Regions from separate parts of the Macaca mulatta genome. Here region 1 is linked to region 2. Evidence: chromatin contacts called from public Hi-C data. All regions are on one chromosome and are shown on one strand. Each heading gives the region's core, a stretch centred on a gene start, on an enhancer-like site or on the middle of the called end of the contact. The rest is flanking DNA. Distances are from core to core; before and after follow the strand shown. Region 1 holds the start of CLK1 (CDC like kinase 1). Region 2 holds the start of BZW1 (basic leucine zipper and W2 domains 1).

Region 1 (4,521 bases), core at 277-2,776, 57 kb after region 2:
GGGGTTGTATACTAATTTTTGTGACACTAGTAACTACTAAGTTACAATAACCCATTACCATTGGACCAGCCTGAGTACAATTTCTAAAGCCCTCCAACCGGGTCGGGGGCCGTGGCTTATGCCTGTAACCCCAGCACTTTGGGAGGCTGAAGCAGGATGATTGCTTGAGCCCAGGAATTCGAGGTCAGCCAGAGCAACATAGCGAGACCCTGACTCTACAAAAAATAAAAAATTAACCGGGGGGTGGTAGCGCGCGCCTGTAGTCCCAACTACTCAGGAGGCTGAGGTGGGAAGATCACCTGAGCCCGGATTTCAAGGCTGCAGTGAGCCCTCATTGCACCACTTGCACTCCGGCCTGGGCGACAGGGGCGAGACCTTCTCCCCCCACCCCAAAAAAAAGGGAGGCGGGGCGCGGTGGCTCACCCCTGTAATCCCAGCACTTTGGGAGGCCGAGGCGGATGGATCACCTGAGGTCAAGAGTTTGAGGCCAGTCTAATACGATGAAACTCCGTCTCTACTAAAAATACAAACATTAACCGGACGTGGTGGCGCGGGCCTGCAATCCCAGATACTCGAGAGGCTGAGGCAGCAGGAGAATCGCTTGAACCCGCGAGGCGGAGGCTGCAGTGACCCGAGATCGCGCCACTACACTCTAGCCTGCGCGACAGAGCGACACTCCAAGAAACAAAAGCTCCAACTGCTAACCCAAGAGGAGTACGCTGAAACGCCATCGCATAAAATGCTCGGTCACCAGACTTTTGTCACAACGCTCCTTCAAATACACCCCGGCATTTCTCTTTCCTTAGGTTCCCAAGTCTCGTTTTTGTTAACACCACTGAGGACAAAGCCACTCGCGACGTTTACGCCGACCCTTTAACCACTAGACATTAACTGTAACCCCCTACGGGTTCCGTCTCTTCCTCCACTTGCTCCAGACGACATTTCCCCACAGCTGCGTGCTTCAAGCACATTCCGGAACCCCAGCAAACCCCACCCCCAACAGGGAGCCTCGCCTTTCCGGCCACAGTGCCAAGGCCGGCCTCCGCCCAGCCGCCATCTTACAGCTCGGCCGAGGCGGCCCACAACATGGCGCCCACCCGACCCTCCCACGTCAGGCGGCGCCGCTCCCTCAGCGGAGGGCGAACACTCCAAAAGGGCGGCCGGCCTAGCAAACACCGTAACTACTCCCGCAGGCCGGATCCGGCGGCGACGGGCTCGGCCGCGCAGGAAAGAGGGGCGCGCCGCCATTATGCAGCCTGGGAGTGAAGGGAGCAGGCAGTCGTCGCGCCAGGGACGGCGGGCAGCAAACAAGCGGGAAGTGGTGGCATCGCCAGGCGCCCGCGAGGCTCACAGGAACGGCCCTGTCACCTAGTCCGCTCCCTCCTGCGTCTTACCGTCCTGGACAAAGACTCCAAGTCGAAGGAGACAAAGCTTGTAACGCAATCACGGGAATCACCCAGCTGACTGCGACGAGCACCGACAACAAAATGGAGCTGACAGCTGCTGCGTCGGGACTCGCCTCGAAAACACCGATGACGCAACGAGCGCGTCTCCGCCGCGGGGCGGGGCATGCACGGGGCGAGCAGGCGGAAGGGGCGGGCGTCCGGAGCGTTGGCGGACGCGTGACCACGGTGGGCGCAGGCGCCGGGGCGGGAGCCAGAGGTGGGTGATGAAAGGAAGTTGTAGATGCTTGCTGTGTTGTCTCTAATCTCCCGATACCGAGAAAACATTGCAGTTTTGGGGGAGAGTGTCGTCCCCACTCACTGAAAATTGTTTTTGAACGCTAGAACAAGGAATAACTTGTGAACAAGGAAAAGTGAGGGACTCAGGATACACAATAGCACGTGCCCTGATTGCGACCACTAAAACAATTACTTTAAAAATAATACTTCACGGCGCGATGTGTCTGGCGCGTAACCCTAGCACTTTGGGAGGCCGAGGAGAGCGAATCGCTTGAGCCCAGGATTTCGAGACCAGCCTGGGCAGCATAGGGAGACCCCTGTCTCTAAAAAATAAGTAAATGTTATACCACTAGCGTCAGATGGCTTCAGATTACTAATGGGATCAGTGAACGTGTCAGCTCAGTGTGAGCCAACAGAAATCAATGTTCTGCACCTTGATCCTCATGGTGCCTGCATTAGGCCCACCGTGGGTAGCCAGCGTACCTCCTATGATGCTTTTATGGCTGTAACTGAGTACACATTCTAAGAATAAAACTCCTTGATAAGTTTTTGAAGGGAAGGCCAGCGTTAAAGAAACAGAGTGGCGGCTCTACAGCAAATGCAGGCTTTATGTCCAGCCTAAGATCTACAGAAGTGGGGGACCAGCCTAATGCCGGTGCCCACCAGTGGGATACTTTTAGGTAAGGGCGGGAGGGGCCTGGGCCATAACGCTTACTGGCTTGCTGCCCTGCAGGATGTTAAGATGTTCCCATAACGAGGCGGTTCTGGCCCTTGTTCCCGCGGAATGTGGTGGTGGTGGGTTTTTTTGTTTTGTTTTTTGTTTTTGTTTTGAGATGGAGCCTTGCTCTGTCACCCAGGCTGGAGTGCAGTGGTGCGATCTCCGCTCACGGCAACCTCCGCCTCCTGAGTTCAAGCGATTCTCCTGTCTCAGCTTCCCCGGTAGCTGGGACTGCAGGCGCGCGCCACCACGACCCGCTAATTTTTGTATTTTTAGTAGAGACGGGGTTTTGCCATGTTGGCCAGGCTGGTCTGGAATTCCTGACCTCAGGTGACCCACCCGCCTCGGCCTCCCAAAGTGCTGGGATTACAGGGGTGAGCCACCATGCCCCTGCAGGAATGCGGTGTTCTTCGCACTTTCTCACAGCAGAATATGACAGAGGTGTTTCTTTAGTGGTGCGTTTGTCCGTTTTGTGGTCAGGTGGTTGGGCAGGATGTTTCTCACAGCCCGAACCCCCGTGGAATGTTTCACTTTGACCAAGGTCTGCAAAATAGCCTGTGGGGGAGACGGGGCAGGGCCAGGGGAACGGGGGAGGGCGGGGGGCAGGGATTTACAAAATGGTGCAGTTTGGACTAACACTCTTAAAACCAAAAAATAACCATATTTGCACCACTGATTAAAAGTGGCAGAGTTTAGAATAAAACCTGGAGGAGGTCGGGTGCGGTGGCTCACGCCTGTAATCCCAGCACTATGGGAGGCCAAGGTGGGTGGATCACGAGGTCAGGAGTTCAAGACCAGCCTGGCCAAGATGATGAAACCCCATCTCTATTAGAAATACAAAAAATTAGCCGGGCGTGGTGGCAAGCTCCTGTAATCCCAGCTATTCGGGAGGGTGGGGCAGAATTGTTTCAACTTGGGAGGTGGAGGTTGCAGTGAGCCGAGATCCACCACTGCACTACAGCCTGGGCAACAGAGCAAGACTCCGTCTCAAAAAAAAATAAGTGGCAAAACAAGGTCTGGCCAAAGGCGTTAATACTAATTCTAGAAACCTAAATGATTAAAATTTTAAAAGTGAAACAAAATGTAAAGTCATTAGTATACCAGGCGTGGTGGCGCACACCTGTAATCTCAGCACTTTGGGAGGCGGAGGCGGGTGGATCACGAGGTGAGGAGTTCGATACCATCCTGGCCAACATGCTGAAACCCCATCTCTACTAAAAATACAAAAATTAGCCAGGCGTGGTGGTGCTCACCTGTAATCCCAGCTACTCAGGAGGCTGAGGCAGGAGAATTGCTTGAACCCGGGAGACGGAGGTTGCCGTGAGCCAAGATCGCAACATTGCACACGAGCCTGGGCAATAGAGTTGAGACTCTGTCTCAAAAAAAAAAAAAAAAGAATTGCTTGAACCCTGGAGGCGGAGGTTGCAGTGAGCCGAGACTGCGTCACTGCATTCCAGCCCAGGCAACAGAGTGAGACTCTGTCTCAAAAAGAAAAAAAAAAGTCACTAGTATAACTGGCACTGTTACAGTAGGTAGCTAGTCAGGTATAAACAAAGAAGATGGCTCCCCCAAAACACACACTATGAGTGTCGGGCAACCATCAGGTGAGATGGTCATGCAGTTATTACTTGTCTTGCTAAAGTAGTAATTGGTCACAGCTGGCACCAGGGAACGGCAGTCTTCTAATAGAGAACACCTGAAACTGATGAGCAGCAGCTTCCTGATAAGATCTCAGGAGTTGGGCGAGTGGGGAGAAGTAATGCAAGATCCTGGAAGCATGACAATGTATAAAACCCCAAGTCATAAGCTCAAGCCACACACTTGTCTTCCAAGTCGCCCGCTTGGCCCTCTTCCAAGCATACTTTCCTTCCTTTCATTCCTCCTCTAAAGCTTTGTAATAAACTTTCACTCTTGCTCTAAAACGTGCCTCACTCTCTCCTGCCCCTCAGTCGAATTCTGTCTTCTGAGGAGGCAAGAATTGAGGTTGCTGCAGACCTGTACGGATACAGCTTCGCTCCTAGTAAAAGCACCTCAATTTAGTGGAAGATATAAATGGTGACAAGAGGATAGCTGTAAGCTAACTTCAAACTAGTCAAGAAAGAATCAAAACATTAATTAGAC
Region 2 (4,218 bases), core at 1,208-3,707:
CAGCAAAAAAAAAAAAAAAAAAATAGCAGACACAGTTGCTCATCCCTGCAGTCCCAATTACAAAGAAGGAATGGGTTCACATCCATGACTAAGAAAGGCTTAAGGGAAAAAAGCAGTAGTTGAGATGAGGCTTGAAACAATAAGTAGGATTTTGACAGTGGAAAATGAGGGAAGGACATCTCAAGAAAGGTCAAGACATGACATGTCCTGTCTGACCAAAGCATGAAGTTCAATTGTTTGGAAACTTTTTCTACCATAATACGATTTACAAACATTTCCCCTGCTAGCTGCACGGTACCTATTCCCATGGGTGCACCCAAAAGCAGAGAAAAGATAAGTGGCAGGGCGTGGTCTGTAACCGCAACACTTTAGGAGGCCAAGGTGGGAGGATTATTTGAGGCCAGGAGTTCAGGAAAACCTTTAATACACTTTACAAGTTAAAGAAAATAATCTGCTTACTTTAATAACCATTTTTAGTCAAAAATCATTTGCTACATACCCCACAATGGATGGTAATAGCAGGTTAAGAACCAAAAATGTGATGGGAAGTAAAGGCAAAAAACATTGGTCAGAGCTATCCCTGGGTATAAACAGAGGCATTTAAACAGTGAAGAGAAATGATTCAGGTTGCAGTTGAGAAGATTGTTCTGGCAATGTTGAGAAAGGGGATGGTAGAGTTAGGAAGTTATTGCAAAAGTCCCATTAAGTTAGGGGTAATAGATGCCTAAATCAAGGTGGTACTGGGGAAAGATGATGCAATTTTAAAACGTGGCAAAAATAGAAGATAAGCTTTGTGAGGCCATAGGCCTGACGTGTCACTATCTCTACTGGCCTCTAGCTGAATAAATATTTGCTGAATGAATAAATAAGATCTTGGTGGTGAGGCAGTGCATTATAATGGTGAAGCTAGACTGCCTGGCTTCAACTGGAGCTCTTCCATTTACTAGCTCTATGATCTTAAGACAAGTTACTTGACCTCGATGCCTCGGTTTTTTCCATCTGTAAAATGGGACTAATAATAGTGTCTAGATTATAGGGTAGTTTTCAGGATCAAATGGGGTTACTATATAAAGTGCTTAGAAGAGTGCCTGATACATACAGGTGCATATTAGTTATCATTTTTATTTGTGAAACGTTGTCCTTTAACAGAACTTCAGATGTGAAAAATACAGTTCTCGGGGAAGAGCAATCGACAGCACTGATAGTGTTAAACCAGCCATGAAGTGAAGATGCCAGATAGTGTGGACTGGAGCCTTGGGAGAAAGGATGGGGCTAGACACTTAAGAGATCCGACTCCGGCCACTTCCCTCTGCTCCCCACTGCCCTCCCAGTCACACCAGCTTCTTGAGGTTCCTCCAACAGATCAGTTTGTTTCCTGCCTCCTTCCCACTGCTGTTGCCTGAACTTGGAAGGGCATAGAGCCTGGAGTTAACAAATATTTGCTTAATGATTCAGTAGATGATCTTGGAACTCTTTTAAGTGGAGTAAATGTTAAATCCTTGAGAATGTATAAGACTGCCACGGAAGAAAGTATGCAGAGAGAAAAGGTGTCAGTAGAAAAAAGATCAGCAAATACCGTGCGAAGCCACATTCAGAGCGTAACCAGGATAGCTGGAGCCAGGATTCAAGGAGAGACGTAACACTCAATGCTCAGAGGAGGCAAAGAGGGTGAAGAATGAAAGAATCACTGGGTTTGGCAATAATTTCAGGAAAGAACGCTGAGAAAGTAATCTTCCATGAAGTTGTGGGGGGTGGGTGGGGGTAGAGGTCATATAGTTAATTAAGGAAAAGAAGTAAACTATTTTATCAAAAAGTTTAGGGAAGAGAAGCCACTCTCCTCCTACCAGTGAGGAAGCAACTGGAGAGAAGTAAACTACCGTACAGTGAATAAAAACATGGGGCTACATCCTGGAGGCGCTGTGCATCTCTATCTGCACACGTCCAGTGTTTTTCACACGCACTATCTTATCTGATCGTACCCCAGCTCCCTGATGACATAGCCTGTTCTGAGGGGTTCTCAAGGTGTGGACCAGCAGCAGCATCACAGAGAACTTGTTGGAAATGCACATTCATGGGTTCCACACCAGGCCCACAGAATGAGAAACCACGGGAGGTGCCCAGCAGTCTGTTCTAACAAGCCCTCCAAGGGATTCTGATGCTCTCCAAGTCCCCATAGCCACCACACTCGGGACACAACCGCTGCAGGGCACGGGGACCGCGGCTGGAGGACAGAATTTCCCCTTCTGAATCCTCGGCCTGTGTCCTCTTCACTCCTACAGGAGGCGGTGAACAACGAGACAGCCCCTCAATGCAAAGTCGCCCTGCAGGCAACTCAGCTGGAGCGAGCTCCGCCCATCCCGGTCAGGGCGGAGGCGAGGTGTGACTTCCTTCCCCAAGCCACGCCCCCATGCCAGCCACCGGCCTCCGCCCCCGCACAACCCGAGCGCCCCCGCCCTCGGGCTTCGACTTCCGGCGCTGGAGGAGGGGGCCGGCGGGGAGTGACTCCAGGAGGACGCGTCCAACTTCGAGACCGGTGGGGGCCGGCTCCGCTCTTCCAACCCCTCCGTGTGTTAGGAGGGCGGACGACGCAGCGGCGGAAGAAAAATAAGCTAGTCTAGGACACCTGTCCAGGAGACGTGGAACCCAGTAAGGGAATAAAGAAGCCTTGAAACGTCTCTCCCCTCCCCTCTCCCGGTCCCTCACCCTAATCCGCGCGGAATGGAAAAGACGGAAGCGACAGGCCACGATGAGGGCGGGGCGGGGCGGGGGGGGGGGTGGGGCAAGGGGAAGAAATCTCGCGATAGGACAGCGGTCCGGGCGGGGGTGGCACCTCTCCCTCCTCCTCCTGGCGTTAGTTCCGGTCGCAGAGGAGACACCGCCGCAGTTGCCGCTACATCGGGGATTTCTGGCTCTTTCTTCTTCGCCTTAAATTCGGTGAGACGCGGCGCCCCGCTCACCCCGGGCGGACGCTGCGGGCCGTGGAGGCTGGGCAGAGGGCGAGGGAGGCGGCGGGCTGAATGCGGCCCGGCTTGGATGGGCCCGAACGGAGGCCGCCACTTGAGGCCGGGCCGGATCCAGGGCCTGAAAGGCCGCCGCTTCGGCAGGGAGGCCGAGGGGCGGCGGCGGCCCGGGTCGGGAAGTGGGGTGCGGGTGCTCGCCGCGGCGCTGGTGGCGAAGGCAGTGGCCGAGCCGGGCTCCCTCCGGGCCGTGCCCGGCCTAGCTAACAAAGCCACCGTGGCCTCTGTTGGGTGATGTACGCGTGGGGGCTTCCGGCGGGCGGGGCGGAGGGGCTGCCACCACCACTGCGGCCGCCGCCTCCGCCGCTGCTTTCGCTGGAGGGCGGGCGGATGTACGGGGCGGCTGGGGCCCCGGCGCAAAGCGCCTCAGTACCTGTGGTCCACTCGTTGCGGCGGCCGCCACCGCAGGCGGCAGGGTCAGTGGAGAAGGAGCCCCGGGACCCTACGGCGCCCCGCTGTGGCCAATGGGGTCCTGGGCGGGAGGCATGGGAAGGGTGCGGATTGGGAGACACGTGCCCAGGGAGGAGGCTGGGACTGTGGGATATGGGCGAAGGAGGCTGGGCTGGCTGTTAATTTTGCAGGCCTGAGTGGTGCAAGGCGGCCGCTGTTGCGGTCACAGGCATGACCTAGGGCAGGGTGGTGCTGCCTATATATAACCAGGCCCATCAGAAGAAGGGGTTCACCTTTTGACAGTGTTTTAGAATTGGCATACACATTTTGGATGCCTCCTGACTATGGTGGTAATCTCCCTTTGCGTTCTGCGATGCCTAGTGGTCGTGGAAGACGTAAGTGAATGTAAAGAAGAATGTGGAGGAAACTGAACAATTAGGTTTATGATGGGTGATCACTGTAGCATTACAATGTCGCCTAAAAGTGTAGTTCGCAATACTAATTTGAAGGGTTTCTTGTAGAGAGAAATGCAGATTTTGGCGTACATTTGATTCAAGTGAGGGTAATTCTTTGTGCTTTCACCAAGCTGAGAGTGCGTGTTCCATTTGATTCATAAGTGATTATACTAAGGTTTGATGCTTTATTTTAAAAATTAATATTATGGCACTGAAATTAAGGCTTTATTTCTCCTTTCCTAGGGTGTCTTTTATGAATAATCAAAAGCAGCAAAAGCCAACGCTATCAGGCCAGCGTTTTAAAACTAGAAAAAGAGGTAAATATTTATGTTTCGATGTCTCTTCAAACCTCCAGA

The links. A called contact is a pair of places that touch in the nucleus more often than the background predicts.
Region 1: a contact with region 2 is called in a Hi-C map of fetal cortex germinal zone, with 2.5 times the contacts expected there. The contact joins the promoter of CLK1 here to the promoter of BZW1 in region 2. A contact is called at or near these places in 4 of 14 Hi-C or Micro-C datasets (blood, cortical neurons, fetal cortex germinal zone and 1 more).

Annotation. Positions count from the first base shown.
Region 1 is chr12:105,967,572-105,972,092 of T2T-MMU8v2.0, forward strand. CLK1 (CDC like kinase 1) reads right to left here and starts at 1,527. Exons shown (of 13, transcript NM_001261781.2): 1 at 1,395-1,527.
Region 2 is chr12:105,909,777-105,913,994 of T2T-MMU8v2.0, forward strand. BZW1 (basic leucine zipper and W2 domains 1) reads left to right here and starts at 2,458. Exons shown (of 12, transcript XM_015110702.3): 1 at 2,458-2,646; 2 at 4,106-4,179. The coding sequence starts at 4,116.